Regions from separate parts of the Aedes aegypti genome. Here region 2 is linked to region 1. A link is a contact called in public Hi-C data. All regions are on one chromosome and are shown on one strand. The core of a region is the stretch at or near the end of the contact, and the rest is flanking DNA. Distances in the headings are between cores, read along the strand shown. Region 1 overlaps LOC5578520 (polypyrimidine tract-binding protein 2). Region 2 overlaps LOC5578520 (polypyrimidine tract-binding protein 2).

Region 1 (6,817 bases), core at 2,855-5,354:
ATTCCGAGGAGAATCTTCTCCTGATTCCAAAGAGTATTTTATCTAAGGAGAATCTTCTCAAGATCTCAGGAGAATCCTATCACGATTTTGAGGATAATCCTCTCAGGATTCTGAGGAGAATCCTCTTAACATTGTGAGTTGATTCCTCTCGGGATTTTAAGGACAACTCTGAGGAAAATCCTCTCAAGATTCCGAGGAGATTCTTCTCAGGATTCTGAAGAGAATCCTCTCAAGATTCTAAGGAGAAATTTCTCGAGATTCTGAAGAGAATCCTCTTAAGATTGTGAGAAGAATCCACTCAGGATTTTGAGGACAACTCTGAGGAGAATCCTCTCAGGGTTCCGGAAAGAATCCTCTCAGAATTCCGAGGAAAATCCTCTAAAGATTCTGAGAAGAATTCTCTCAGGATTCTGAGGAGAACCCTTTCAGGACTCTGTGGAGAATGCTCCCGGAATTGTGAGGAGAATCCTTTCAGGATTTTGAGGACAATTCTGAGGAGAATCCTCTCAGGATTCCGAAGAGAATGCTCTTGGGTTTCTGAGGAGAATCCTCTCAGTTTTCTAAGGAGAATTCTCTCAGGATTCTAAGGAGAACCCTCTACGGATTCTGAGGAGAATCTTTTCAATATTCTGAGAAAAATCTTCTCAGGATTTTGAGAAAAATCTTCTCAGGATTTTGAGAAAAATCCTCTTGGTGTATGCGGAGAATCCTCTCACGATTCTGAGGAAAATCCTCTATGGATTCTGACGAGAATCTTTTTAGGATTCTGAGAAGAATTTGGAGGAGAATCCTCTGACGATTCTGAAGTAAATCCGCTCAGGAAAGTGAGGAGAATGCTCTGAGTTTTTAGAGTAGAATCCTCTTGAGATTCTGAAGGGAATCCTCTGAGGTGTCCGAAGAGAATTCGCTCAGAATTCTGAGGAGAATCCTCTCTGGACTCTGAGGAGAATCCTTTCAGGAGGAGAATTCTTTAGGGAATTTGAAGAAACCTCTCATGATTCAGAGCAGAATCCTCTCAGGATTTTGAGGAGAATCTTCTGAGGATTCCGAGGAGAATGCTTTCAGGATAATGAGGAGAATTCTCTCAGGATTTTCAGGAGAATTCTGCCCGATGGAATCCTGGAGGAGTCCCGTTGAGTTATCTAGCGAGAATTTCTGGGGAAATCTGTGGAAGAATTCGGGAAAGAGTCTCTAGGGGAATCTTTGAGGAAATTTATGGAAAGTATCTGAATAATGTGAAGGTAAAATCTTTGAAAGAAATATTGTAATCCTTGGAGGAGTTTTCAAAAGAATCTCTGAATTATTTGGCGGCAGAATGCCCTTGAGGCATTCCTGGGAAGTCCCTGGAGGTTTTTTAAAGCAAATCCTAAAGAAATTGCAGAAGTAATTCCTGGAGTAATCCTTGGTAGATCCCTAGAGAAATCCTTGATAGAATCACTGGGAAATTTCCAGGAGATTTGTCTGAAAGATCATTTTTAGCAATCTCTGGATAAATTGAAGAAGTAAATCTTGGAAGAATCTCTGGAGGAATGGTGAAATTCCAGAAGAATGACAGGGGGAATTATTGAAAAAGTCCTCGCAAAAATTTCGAGAAAATATCTGCATTATGTCGAGATGAAATCTATGAAGGAATTACTTGCGTTCCTGGAGAAGTTTTTACGAAAAAAACCTAAATTATGAAGCGGTGAAATTTGCCTGGATCAATTCATTGAAGAATCGCTGAAGGAGTTTCTAGACGAATTCCCGAAGGAATTCTGTGGAGATATCCCTCGAGAAATTGCTGGACTCCCTGATGAAACCCTCGAAGTGCCCCAAAGAAATATTGTAATCCTTGGAGGAGTTTTCAAAAGAATCTCTGAATTATTTGGCGGCAAAATTTCCAAGAGAAATTCCTTGGGAAGTCCCTGAAGGTTTTTTAGAGTCCCTTGAGGGATCACTGGTAGAACTCTGAATAAAGAAATTGCAGGTGGAACCTCTGGAGGATTTTGTAGTGAAATTTCTGGAAAATCCCTGATGGAACTATTGAAATCCTTGAAAATGTCTTTGAAAAAAATCTCTGAATTATTTCATGGTGGAATTTTTCAACATAAATTCCTTGAGAAATAACCATGAAGAAATACTTGAAGGAGTTTCAGGTGAAAAAATAGACATTCTTTGGAGAAATCCGGAGGACTTTCGTCCCGCAAATGCGGAGGATTTTCGTCCCGCAAATCCGGAGGACTTTCGTCCCGCAAATTCGGAGGACTTTCGTCCCGCAAATCCGGAGGACTTTCCTCCCGGAAGTCCGGAGTATTTTCCTCCCGGAAATCCGAAAATCTGCAGCTGGTTCCAGAAGGAATCTGGAGCAGATTCCAAACGAAATCTGGAGCCGATTGCAGATGAAATCTAAAGAAGATTCTCAACGGAAACTGGAGCAGGTTGCAGACGTAATCAGAAGCATATTCCAGATGAAATCTAGAGCGGATTTCCAACGGAATATGGAGCAGATTCCAACTGGAATGTAGAGCAGGTTTCGACCGGAATGTAGAGCAGATTTCAGACGCAATTTGGAGCAGATTTCCGACAGAATCTAGAGCAGACTTTCCACGCAATATAGAGCAAATTTTCTACCCAATCTGGTGCAGTTTCCCAATGGAATCTAAAAACGATTCCCAACGGAATCTGGAGCAGAATCCCGACGGCATCTGGAGCAGACTCCCGACGGAATCTGGAGGAGATTCCCGAAAGAATCTGGATCAGATTTCCGACGGAATCTGGAGCAGATTTTCGATGGACTAATTGCTGTAATATTCTACTGGCAACTCTTTTATTTTATCACTAATTTCTTCCTGACAAGAAATCCTCAAAAATTGTTATAATAAACTCGAAAATTTTCAAGAATTTCTTCTGAAAATAATCCAAGAATTAAACCAAAAATATCTAAAGTGTTGTGTTTCAGAGTTCTTCAGGAATTACAGCTAAGTTTACCTAAATTATTTGGCATTGGTATCTGTATCAATAATTCATGATATTTGCTTTGCATAGGAAGCACTTAAATATTTTTTCCTTAGAATTCCTACATACATTCAAACGGGAATTCTTTCAAGGATACTTCTTCAAATTTTACTATCATTTTTATATGAAATGTTCCTCTGCAGAAACAAATATGTAAATTTTTAAAAATATTACTTTTTGGAATTCATGAATTTCAGCATGTTAAGAAAATTCTGAGACATATTTTAGAGAAATTCCTATGAGAGTGTTTGATGTGTATTTTCAAATAATTCTTGAGAGCATATATTTAGAATTGGAAGCCTTGTTAAAAAACATACAAGAGAGCTTTTAAAAAATTTACTGTTATTAATATGAATTTCTCAAGAAGTCCATGGAGAAATTTGGTTTGAACCTATATAGCCATTTTGGTGATTAGAGATAAATTCTTAGAATCTTGGAGTAGTGGTTGGTGTTAACTTTGGAAAAATCTTAGGATGTAAGCCAGGAAGAATTTCTGGAGAAAATACTGAAAGAATGTTCAGAGTTTTCTCAGGAATGTCTCTAAAAGAAACTTTGATGGAATCCTTGGATGCATTTCAAGAAATCTCTACAGGAATCCCGGAACACTCTGTTGGGAGAATTTCTGTCAGACTTCTCGGAGGGGAATTCTTGGAAAAACCTTTTCAAGGATGTCTGAAGAATTTCGAGCTCTTGCTAAAAAGTTACGCGAGAAATGTTGGCAAATAGGAAATGTTAGTAAAGGGATCTATCTAACATTGAGAGGCTCTCTTTGTTCACTTTCTCTTTAATCAATAAAGCCACATTAACCTCTTCTGTTGCGTTTTTCAATCTACAGTGAAAAACTTCCCAAAAGCTTTAGTATTGCACTGTTATAAACCGAAGAGAGCGAGAGAGGAAAGAATCTTTAATTGTCACATAAGTCTTTTTGAAAGTTACACGAGATTTCTCCTATTAAAATCGGATCGCGCTTTTAGACTCAATTCTGCTTTCAGTGATTTGTTTATGACGTTGTGTATAAAGATCGATTTTGCTTACATTTTGTGAATAATCTTTTGAGTTCGCTCGCCCCCCTCTGATAGGAAACCTAGGAACGCCCATGCCTATGCGAACTATTCCCTTTGCACATCGCGAATCTCGGACAAAGTTTTGCGCAAACACACAAGAATTTATTGTTGTTTGTTCCCGGTACTCGCAAATTACCTGACTCTTCATCATCCGACGGAAAAAAAAATCCTCCAAATTGAATAAGAATAATCCGCGACCCACGCAGAAAAATAACACGACTTCGACAATCGACTTCCAAAACGATGCATTTTTGTCGGTTTTCGCCCTTTTCCTTCTATTCCCTTTTTAACTTTTATTTTTTGTGCAACACAAGCACAAAGCAAGCCATCGCCCCGCACTTCTTTCCCTCAATCTTGTTATCCGCCGAAATAACGAAAAAAAAATCCCAATCGCCGCATCATCGTAGTAGGCGCTGAAGTAATATAAACATAATCCAGTGTCAGTCGACACACACATCCGCGGCTTCACATGTGCACAGAGGGCAGCGACAAAGGTGGATTTTTTGATCGAACGCACTCACACTTCACAAAGATGATCGCGGTCAATGGTGGTGTGCGATGACGACGGATTATCGCACAAAGAAAACCTTACCAAAAAACTGTTGTGCTTCGCTAGAATCGAACCACGGATAAAAAAAAATGCGAATGATAGCGGGAAAAGTAACCGGCGAGAACCACGTGTAGTTGTGCGATGTTTCTTGCGTTCCCTTCTGATCGATACCGAGTCGAAGGAACTTGTTCTGCTTTTGCAAGCAGTTCACGCTTTGGGATGTGGTTCCGGTTTTTGTTTGGGTGTACAACAAGTGTCTTCTCAGAGTAAATTCTGTTGATATGTTCTTCGAATTGTTGTTTAAAATCCCCTCAGTATTCTTGTTGAGAATCCTCCCAGAATTTTTTTGGGCTTCTTCGCAAGATTCTATTAATAAATCACACAGAATCCTATTGAAATCCTCTACGGATTGAAATCCTCTACGGATTCTTCTCTCTTAGAATATTCTTTGGCGATTATAAGAGATTTTTTCTTACTTATAAGCAGGTGTACTCTAGTCCCACAGGATTCTGAGGAGAATTCTCTGAGCTTTTAGAGGAAAATCCTCTTAAGAAAGTGAGAGGAATCATCTTAAGATTCTGAAGAGAACCCCCTAGGGTTCTGAGGAGAATCCTCTCAGTAGGGTGTCCATCCATCCGGGATAAGCGGGAAAAACGCGGGAATTACAAATGACCGGGAAGAATACGGGAAATACCCGGGAATTTTGAGAACACACCGGGAAACTATGTATTTCAAGCATAAGAATACCGGTTTGTTTTAATTTCAAGCACTATAGCCGAAACGGGGCGAAACTAGGAAGAATTTCTAAGACTGTTCATGACTGTCTGTCATCGCGTACTAACTTTTGGACATTTGGAAGAATAATTTATAGAAGGGTACTTAGAGATTCCTGGTTCTTGGTGAGATGTTTGTTAGATTTTCATTTAGATCAATGCAAAATTTCAATGAGATCTTTGCTGGAATCTTAACCCTCTGTTTCCCACGACTCTGATCGACTATTTCTTTTTTTTAAGTACTTTAACAAACAATGTTACAAATGATCTAAATTTTTCGAAATCGGTTCATAAAATTTTGGTTGTTTTGCAATAGTAAATTGATCGTTTATCAAAAGTTTTACTATTGGAACAGTTATTTAGCTATTGGATTAATCTGATGAGTATATAATCGTATTCCAGTAACTACATATTGCTAAGTATTCCTCTAATTCGGTTTGTGTCAAGTTCGTCAAAAACCAGTGGAGCTCTGGAGCTACCATGGGAAAGAGAGGGCTAACAGGGATCGATTCGATAATTAACCAGTTTCCTCAATGTTTTTATTCCGAGATATTACTGAAAAGGATCATCCAAAAATGACGTCCATCATTAGATGGAGGGGGGGGGGTCTACGAAAGTGTGACAGTACGAGTACAAGGTATTGGAAAAAGCGTGACAGATGGGGGAGGGGGGGGTCTAGAAATCTAAAAAAACGATGGAAGTCATATTTGAATCGTCCCAAAAGGTTATTAGTACATTGCTTATAATTAGGATTTCTTGAGTTTTTTTTAATAACAATAATACTGTAATACTGATTCTTGCTGAAGCCGTAAATGGATTACTATTTTGACTAGTCCTTGAGCTATGACAAAGTTCTTAAGAAGCCCCTTGTATAGATTTCTGCAAATTTACAGCGAATTCTTCCAGTCAGTCCAGTCCAGCGAGGTCCTTTAGGTATTTTTGGCCAGATTTTTGTTAAATCCCGGTCAACCAGTCAGTGATTTTCGATAGCGATCGATACCGATTCGTTTTGAATCTTTGGCGATCGCCATCGTTGGATAAAGATCTATAAAGAAATTGAAGGACTGGTTGGTCGGGATTCTAGAAGAGATTATTGGCCAAATCTTCGATAGATTGCTTGGAAGTCGCAATTTTGGAATTTGATGTAAAATATTAGCCAGATTTATAGGAGAACAAGTAAATGTTTTTGGAGAAAACATTTCAGTTAAAAAGATCCAACATAAGTTTCGCCAGATCAAGAATTTTTCCCTAGGAACCAGCCATATGTCACGCCTAATGCAAAATTTCGAAGCCATTCTTAAAAAGTAATGCGTTGGATGAAGAAATTTGTCCTTTGGAAATATAGGCTAAACATAAATGTACAGAGTAGAAATGTGTTCATGCAATTCCTAACTTTCTGTTTCTCTTGAATTTCCTATGAGATTTAGCCGTCCACC
Region 2 (6,817 bases), core at 1,241-3,740, 200 kb after region 1:
GATTCACTTTGATAAGCAATTAGACCATGATAAATAATTATTTGTGAGATATAAACATGCTTATATGTAAATATAATATTTTCATTTGATATAAACAATATCTAATAACCCCTGAGCAACTTTGCTGAAGACCCGAACTTTCTATCTCTTATGGATCACAAGCTAGAACTAATTCAAAATGCTCAATTTTACATGCTCACTAGCGCCACCTAGCATAAAAATCGCGAACTAAACTGTTCGCTTTCCGGATGTCCCCTGAACAACTTTGCTGAAGATCGCTTCTTTGCAAGTCGTAAGAATCTCGAGATATAGCAATGTGAATTAACCTGTTTTGAGGTGATGCTAAACTTTTTGGGGGTGATTCATTATTCAGCTGAGTGTTGCAATACTTATTTCAGTGAGTCCGTATTTATGACGGGTAGTGTACTTAGAGAAGCTTCAAAAAGTTTCTACTAAGAGCTTGGAAAAGCTTTTTCTAGAAATGTTTAACAAAACTTAATCGGAATCTGAGAAAAAAACTTCCATTTAGCTCAATTACTCAATTTAGGCTAAATTTTCTTTAAAAAAATATACTTGAATGCTGCGTAAAGCCTAAGCAGCGCGTATTAATCAAATAGCCCGTATGCGTCAGTCGTGTTGATGACGAAATTTAAGTGATTTAGGGCTGCCCAGTCGACGAGGGATTATCATTTGGTGAGCTCGTTTCATGCTTCTATTATAAATGAGTGAAATATATGTACCCTCATCCTTACACATATTGAAGGAGACATGCCTCTTCTTCTGTTTTAATAATTTGAAGAAAAAAAAAATTCGACGTGTAGACTGATAGAAGACTATTTTAAATCATGTTCCATGAATCCAACACTTATCACACGTAAATGTCTATAATCTTTGAATAGTTCGTCACCAGAGGTGTCGACATATATTTTGTTCAGAAGAATAACTTACCAAAGTTAACCCAGATTATGTAGATTCTAAATCCCAGATGCAGAGGTATACTCGGTCTTCTGTAACACTGGATGTCACACTAACATTCCTCCCCTCCCCGATGACGATCTTAGTCGCCGGCCCCGTTATTGACTTTTTAATGTTTGGAGTTCTCGAAATTGTACACTGAAGATGGTAAGCTACTCCCAAGTTTCGTATGTTGATTCCTTGTGCAATTTCGGTTATTCTGGTAGCAACTACGAATCGTACGGTCATCAAAAAAACCATTAAAATTTATCTCCGTGAAGATTCCAGTTGTAATTTAAATCAGATTCTGGTTTGAACCGAAGACAGACTACAGTTGGAATCCAAGTCACATTTCAATGGTTATCTGAGACAAATTCCAATTTGAATTTAAGAGCTATAGTTCAGTTGGAATCTAAAACAGATTTCAGTTCGTATTTGATTTAGATTTTTTGGGAAAATCTGCAACAGATCCGTCCGAAACAGTCCTACTGATTTATTTTTGTTGTTAATTACGAACACGTGTACAGATCGTTATGATTTAATTATCTTTAAAAGTCTCCCAAGAGATCCAACCATCAACAATTGTTCGACCGTTCTGGAATTTCCCCATTAGCTCAAATCCTCCAAACCGGTGACCTTCCGAACCAGTTTCAGGCGAAAATTACCCCCCTAATTTAGCGGCAGGAAACTTCTTCAGTGCAAAATCACGTCAATTGTTGCCCATTTCGAACTCCATTAGCCATTAGCTTCACATGGTTCAAAAGCATGGATTGCGGTCCGACCTCCTACGGATTCATTCACTCCACGAGGCGCGAGTTCCTATTCCTAATCGCGAAAAAGATCCTCCTCAAATTAGCCAATTTATTCCATGTGCGTTGCCGACCGCTGACTGTTTTCGAAAAACCATTAAGCCGATCGCGACCGAACGCTTGGAATAATGCTTGTATGGAAGTCAACGGCCGGTCTCTAGTCGGAGCGACACACTCATCGTAAATCACATTCTGTTAGCTGAGCTCTCGGTAAGCCGACTAAGTCGGCTACTAAGCTCAAGATAAGCCAATCGATTGCTTGACACCCGCCGCGTCGACGCCCCCACAATTGACTTAGATTAGCTGTATTCGGCCCAGAAGAAACGACGAGAATCGGGAATGTCGTCGTCGTAAAACAAAAGCAACCGAGAAAGAGAGAGTGAGCGCGCGCGGAGAGATTGAGGAAACCTTACAATTGTCTGCGCTACGCGCGCAGCTCACCGGTGAGTTAACCTTGAAAATTCGATTATCCGCGTTCCTTCATTCTCTCTCGTTTCGCGATGACGAACGAGAGAGAGAGAGTGCCTCCACTGAACGTGTTCACTCACTCTCGATTCAGCTCGTTCTCACTCGTGTACTCTCTCGTGAGTGTCTCGTTCTCAGTCAAGCGAATGCCGAACAGAAGCCATTCGTTTAAGTCACTTTAGCTCACTCGTATCGCACCTAGCTTCATGTGCGAGCTCTGCTCCGGTATGGGTGTTAAATCATCGAAGCGTGATGGAGTGCGGTATCTAGCACATAGACACAGACTCTGTCGGATGACCGAGAGCATGGGCCGCGAGGTAAAGGCGGCGGCGGTGCTGACTCAATCACGAATGAGTGATTCTTGAGCGAAGAAGCGCGCATGAGGCCGGCCGGCGGCTGCTGCGGCGGTCAGAAAACCGGTAGCGTAGCGAATGGATCAAGTGGTTCGACTGGACCCCGAGCCGAGAGAGAAATTCGCGCAAGTATTGGTGTGCCGCACTGGGAGTCGTCATTGCCGTTCGGTAGTGTTAATAATATTCCGGTCAATGGCAAAAGAGTTGAACGTGTGAGCTATTCGGAAGGGGGTTCCATTCTGACGGTTTGTTTGTGGACTGGAGGGACGTAAGGGCGGATGCATTAAGTTATAATAGAAGCAAAAGAAGAGTCAGGAATGGATACAGTAGGAAATCGTATTGTAGCTACCGGCAGAATACAGAAATAACGTTTTGAGTAATTGATAAGTTTTTGAAGGCGTTTGAATCAGATTCCTAGATCACACTACTAAAAAAATCATTTGTTTAAAATAAAATGATGAATGCTTCCCCAAGAAGCATAGAAATGCTTCTAGAAAAAGCTTAAAATACTTTTCGTATAAGCAAATGCATTTTTAAGAAGCTTGCATAAGCTTCTCGAGAAAGCTTACTAGCGCTTTTCAAAGAACCTTCTCAGAAAAGCGTGTTAATGCTTCTCCAAAAAAAAAATTACAAAAGCTTCTCCAAAAAAATCGTAATTATTCTTCAAAAACATGAAAACGTATCTCCAAAAAATGCTTCTCATACAAGGATTGCAAACTCTTGTCCTCAAATTTTTCAAAATTTATTCCAAAATGCTTGAAAAAGCTTTTCCAGGATACTTGCATGAGCATCTTTCAAGAAACTTGCGAAAGCTTGTTTCAAAAGCTTGCAAACCCGAGCAGTGGATTACAACATATTTGTAAGAGTTTGTTACTTAGTTAGCACGTTTAAGTATAGCATGTTTCCTCTATGTTAAACAAAATGATGTATGAGCAAATGCTCTTAGATTCTTTGAGAATAAACTCTGTTAGTATGTATGTACCGTAATTTCGGGTGTAATTGATCATTTTCCACGGTTTTTCTAGTCTGTTTTCTATAATGTTAACAATGCCAAACAACTAAATGCAGGAAAACAAGTACGAAGGTGAGCCTCATCGACTTATGTACCGAAATTTTCTAACAAATGTCATTTTAGTTTTATCAAATACCTTTAAAATAAAAAATCAGAGGATCTCATTTCGGGGTGAAATTGATCACTTGTCAATGCCATTATTGTTAGTTTCTAAAACAACTCTATATGATAAATTTGAGCTCCCTGAATCCGAATATGCTTGTGAAATTCTTAACAATGCAATATTTACATAAATAACGAATAGTTAAATTTCAAGAATTACGCGGAAAACGCCTAAATGTATGCAATTTCCTAAGGAATTCAATGATATCTAACAGAAATTCAATTATTTCAACCATATGAGCTAATTGGTACGAGTTTTAGTGATGAAATCTGGTTTGGGGATATATCTCAAGCATCCTCACAAACTTTTAGTTTTATACCATGTTCAAATCCTTGTTTAAAACTAGAAGTTCATAGCTGTTTGTCAATACTGCACTGTGCAAAATTTTGAAATTTTACGTTATTTTCATAGTAATAAACATTCTTTAATGCAAAAAACTTCACAACACACAATTCTACAATAGTTACGACAAGCAACGTTCATTTACTGCAGCTTACATTGATATTTGTGCTCCATTACGAATAAATAAAATCGTGTGATACGATGATCAATTTCACCCTTCTGATCAATTACACCCGATTTTACGGTATTGACTAAAACAAATTTAAAACAACATTTGTAACGTTTTCTGTTATAATTGTATAATAAACCGTTTCTATCAAAATAAATATAATTGTGATACAATTTTGTTTTAATGCACTACTTCGGAATGCTACTCCTACAAATTTTCTACATAAATCTTCCTAATGCATTTTCGAGAAGCTTTTAAAAACTTCTCCAAAAAATAAAGTCTATGAGAAGCTGAAAAATTCTTTTTCAAGGAGCTTTCACATGCTATTCCAAGAAGCTATCTAAAGCTCATTCTAAGAGCTCCCAATGCTTCTCCAAGAAGCTTGCAAAAGCTTCTCCGGAGTGCTTGCAATAGCTTCTCAAAAAAGCCTACAAAAGCTTCTCCACAAAATTTATTGTAGCTTTTTTCAGTAGCTTGAAAAAAATATTCTCATAGACTAGCAACATGTTTTCTCAAATGCTAGGAAAAACGAGACCCAGAAGCATGAAAATCCTTCTGAAAAGCTACTCTGTGTATTTTTGGACAAGCTCCATTCATATGCTTAAAAAAGTTTATTAGCGCTTCATCTTGGTTTGGAAAAGCTTATCTCAGTGTCTCTACTCTCTAAAATAAAGTAACTTATATTCTCTTCAAAAAAGTAGAAACAAAAGTCTGATAGTTGGTCCAGAAGAGCTTGCTTTTCTTCATAAGCATTGAAGTTTAAAAAGCGTGTACCGCAAGCGTAAAAAGCTTAAAAGATGCTTTCAAAGCATTTATTTTGCTGCTAGATAAACCTTCTATTAGATTATTAGCAAAGATTCTCCTGACATTTCACCAGAAACCAATGAAAGGTTCTTCTGGAAGTTAGTAGAACTTCTATTAGATGCTAGCATAGGTTTCTCCTAAAAGCTTGGAAAGGCTTTTCCTAGAAGCTTGGAAAGGCTTCTCCTTGAAGCTTGGAAAAGTTTTTCCTAGAAGCATGGATGAGCTGTTCCTAGAAGCTTGGAAAAGCTTTTTCTAGAAGCTTGGGAGAGGTTTTGTTAAAAACTTTGAAAAGCTTCTCCAATATGTTTGGAAAACCTTCTCCTAGCAGCTTGGAAAGGCTTCTCCAAGAAGCTTGGAAAGGCTTCTCCTAGAAGCTTGAAGAAGCTTCTCCTAGAAGCTTGGAAAAGCTTCTCCTATGAGCTTGGGAAAGCTTCTCCTAGAAGCTTGGATGATTTTCTGCTAGATGCTTGGAAGATATTCTCCTGAAAGCTTGGAAAATATTCTCATAGAAGTTTGAAAGAGCTTTTCTTAGAAGCTTGGTAGAGCTTCTGTTAGAAGCTTGGAAGAGCATCTCCTAGAAGCTTGGAAGCGCTTTTCCTAGAAGCTTGGAACAGATTCTCTTAGAAGCTTGGAACAGCTTCTCTTAGAAGCTTGGAACAGCTTCTCTTAGAAGCTTGGAACAGATTTTCTTAGAAGCTTGGAACAGCTTTTCTTAGAAGCTTGGAACAGCTTCTCTTAAGGCTTGGAACAGCTTCTCTTAGAAGCTTGGAACAGCTTCTCTTAGAAGCTTGAAACAGCTTCTCTTAGAAGCTTGGAACAGCTTCTCTTAGAAGCTTGGAACAGCTTCTCTAAGAAGCTTGAAAAAGCTTCTCTTAGAAGCTTGGAAAAGCTTCTCTTAGAAGCTTGGAAAAGCTTCTCTTAGAAGCTTGGAAAAGCTTCTCTTAGAAGCTTGGAAAAGCTTCTCTTAGAAGCTTGAAAAAGCTTTTCATAGAAGCTTGGAAATGGAAGAGCGTCTCCTGGATGCATGGAAAAGTTGCTCCTTAAAAATTGGAAGAGCTTCTCCTAGAAGTTTGCAAGAGCTTCTCCTAGAAGCTTGGAAAAGCTTCTCTAACAAGCTTGGAAAAGCTTCTTCTAGAAGCTTGGAAGGGCTTCTCCTAGAAGATTGGCAAAGCTTTTCCTAGAAACTTGGAAAAGCTTCTCCTAGAACCTTGGAAAAGCTTCTCCTAGATGCTTGGAAAAGTTTTTCATTGAAGCTTGGAAAAGCTTCTCCTAGAAGCTTAGAAAAGCTTCTCCTAGAAGCTTGGAAAGGCTTCTCCTAGAAGCTTGGAATGGCTTCTCCTAGAAGCTTGGAATAGCTTCTCCTAGAAGCTTGGAAAGGCTACTCCTAAAAGCTTGGAAAGGCTTTTCCTGGAAGCTTGGAAAGGCTTCTCCTAGAAGCTTGGAAAGGCTTCCCACAAGAAGCTTGGAAAGGCTTCTCTAAGAAGCTTGGAAAGGCTTCTCCTAGAAGCTTGGAAAGGCTTTTCCTAGAAGCTTGGAAAGGCTTCTCCTAGAAGCTTGGAAAGGCTTCTCCTAGAAGCTTGGAAAGGCTTCTTTTAGAAGCTTGGAAAGGCTTCTTTAAGAAGCTTGGAAATGCTTCTCCTAGAAGCTTTCAAAGGCTTCTCCTAGAAGCTTTCAAAGGCTTTTCCTAGAAACTTGGGAAGGCTCCTCCAACAAACTTGGGAAGGCTTCTCCTAGAAACTTGGAAAG

What was found. A called contact is a pair of places that touch in the nucleus more often than the background predicts.
Region 2: a Hi-C map of whole pupa shows a contact between it and region 1, with 6 times the contacts expected there. The contact joins two enhancer-like sites. A contact is called at or near these places in 2 of 2 Hi-C or Micro-C datasets (whole body and whole pupa).

The regions. Positions count from the first base shown.
Region 1 is chr1:219,159,912-219,166,728 of AaegL5.0, forward strand. The region is part of intron 2 of LOC5578520 (polypyrimidine tract-binding protein 2); the gene reads left to right. Among protein-coding and RNA genes, the nearest start is that of Trnaw-cca, 24 kb to the left of the region's middle. Within about 2 kb of position 4,105, at least 2 of the 3 cell types and tissues checked have open chromatin away from gene starts, as enhancers often do.
Region 2 is chr1:219,358,456-219,365,272 of AaegL5.0, forward strand. The region is part of intron 2 of LOC5578520 (polypyrimidine tract-binding protein 2); the gene reads left to right. Among protein-coding and RNA genes, the nearest start is that of Trnaq-cug, 170 kb to the left of the region's middle. Within about 2 kb of position 2,491, at least 1 of the 3 cell types and tissues checked has open chromatin away from gene starts, as enhancers often do.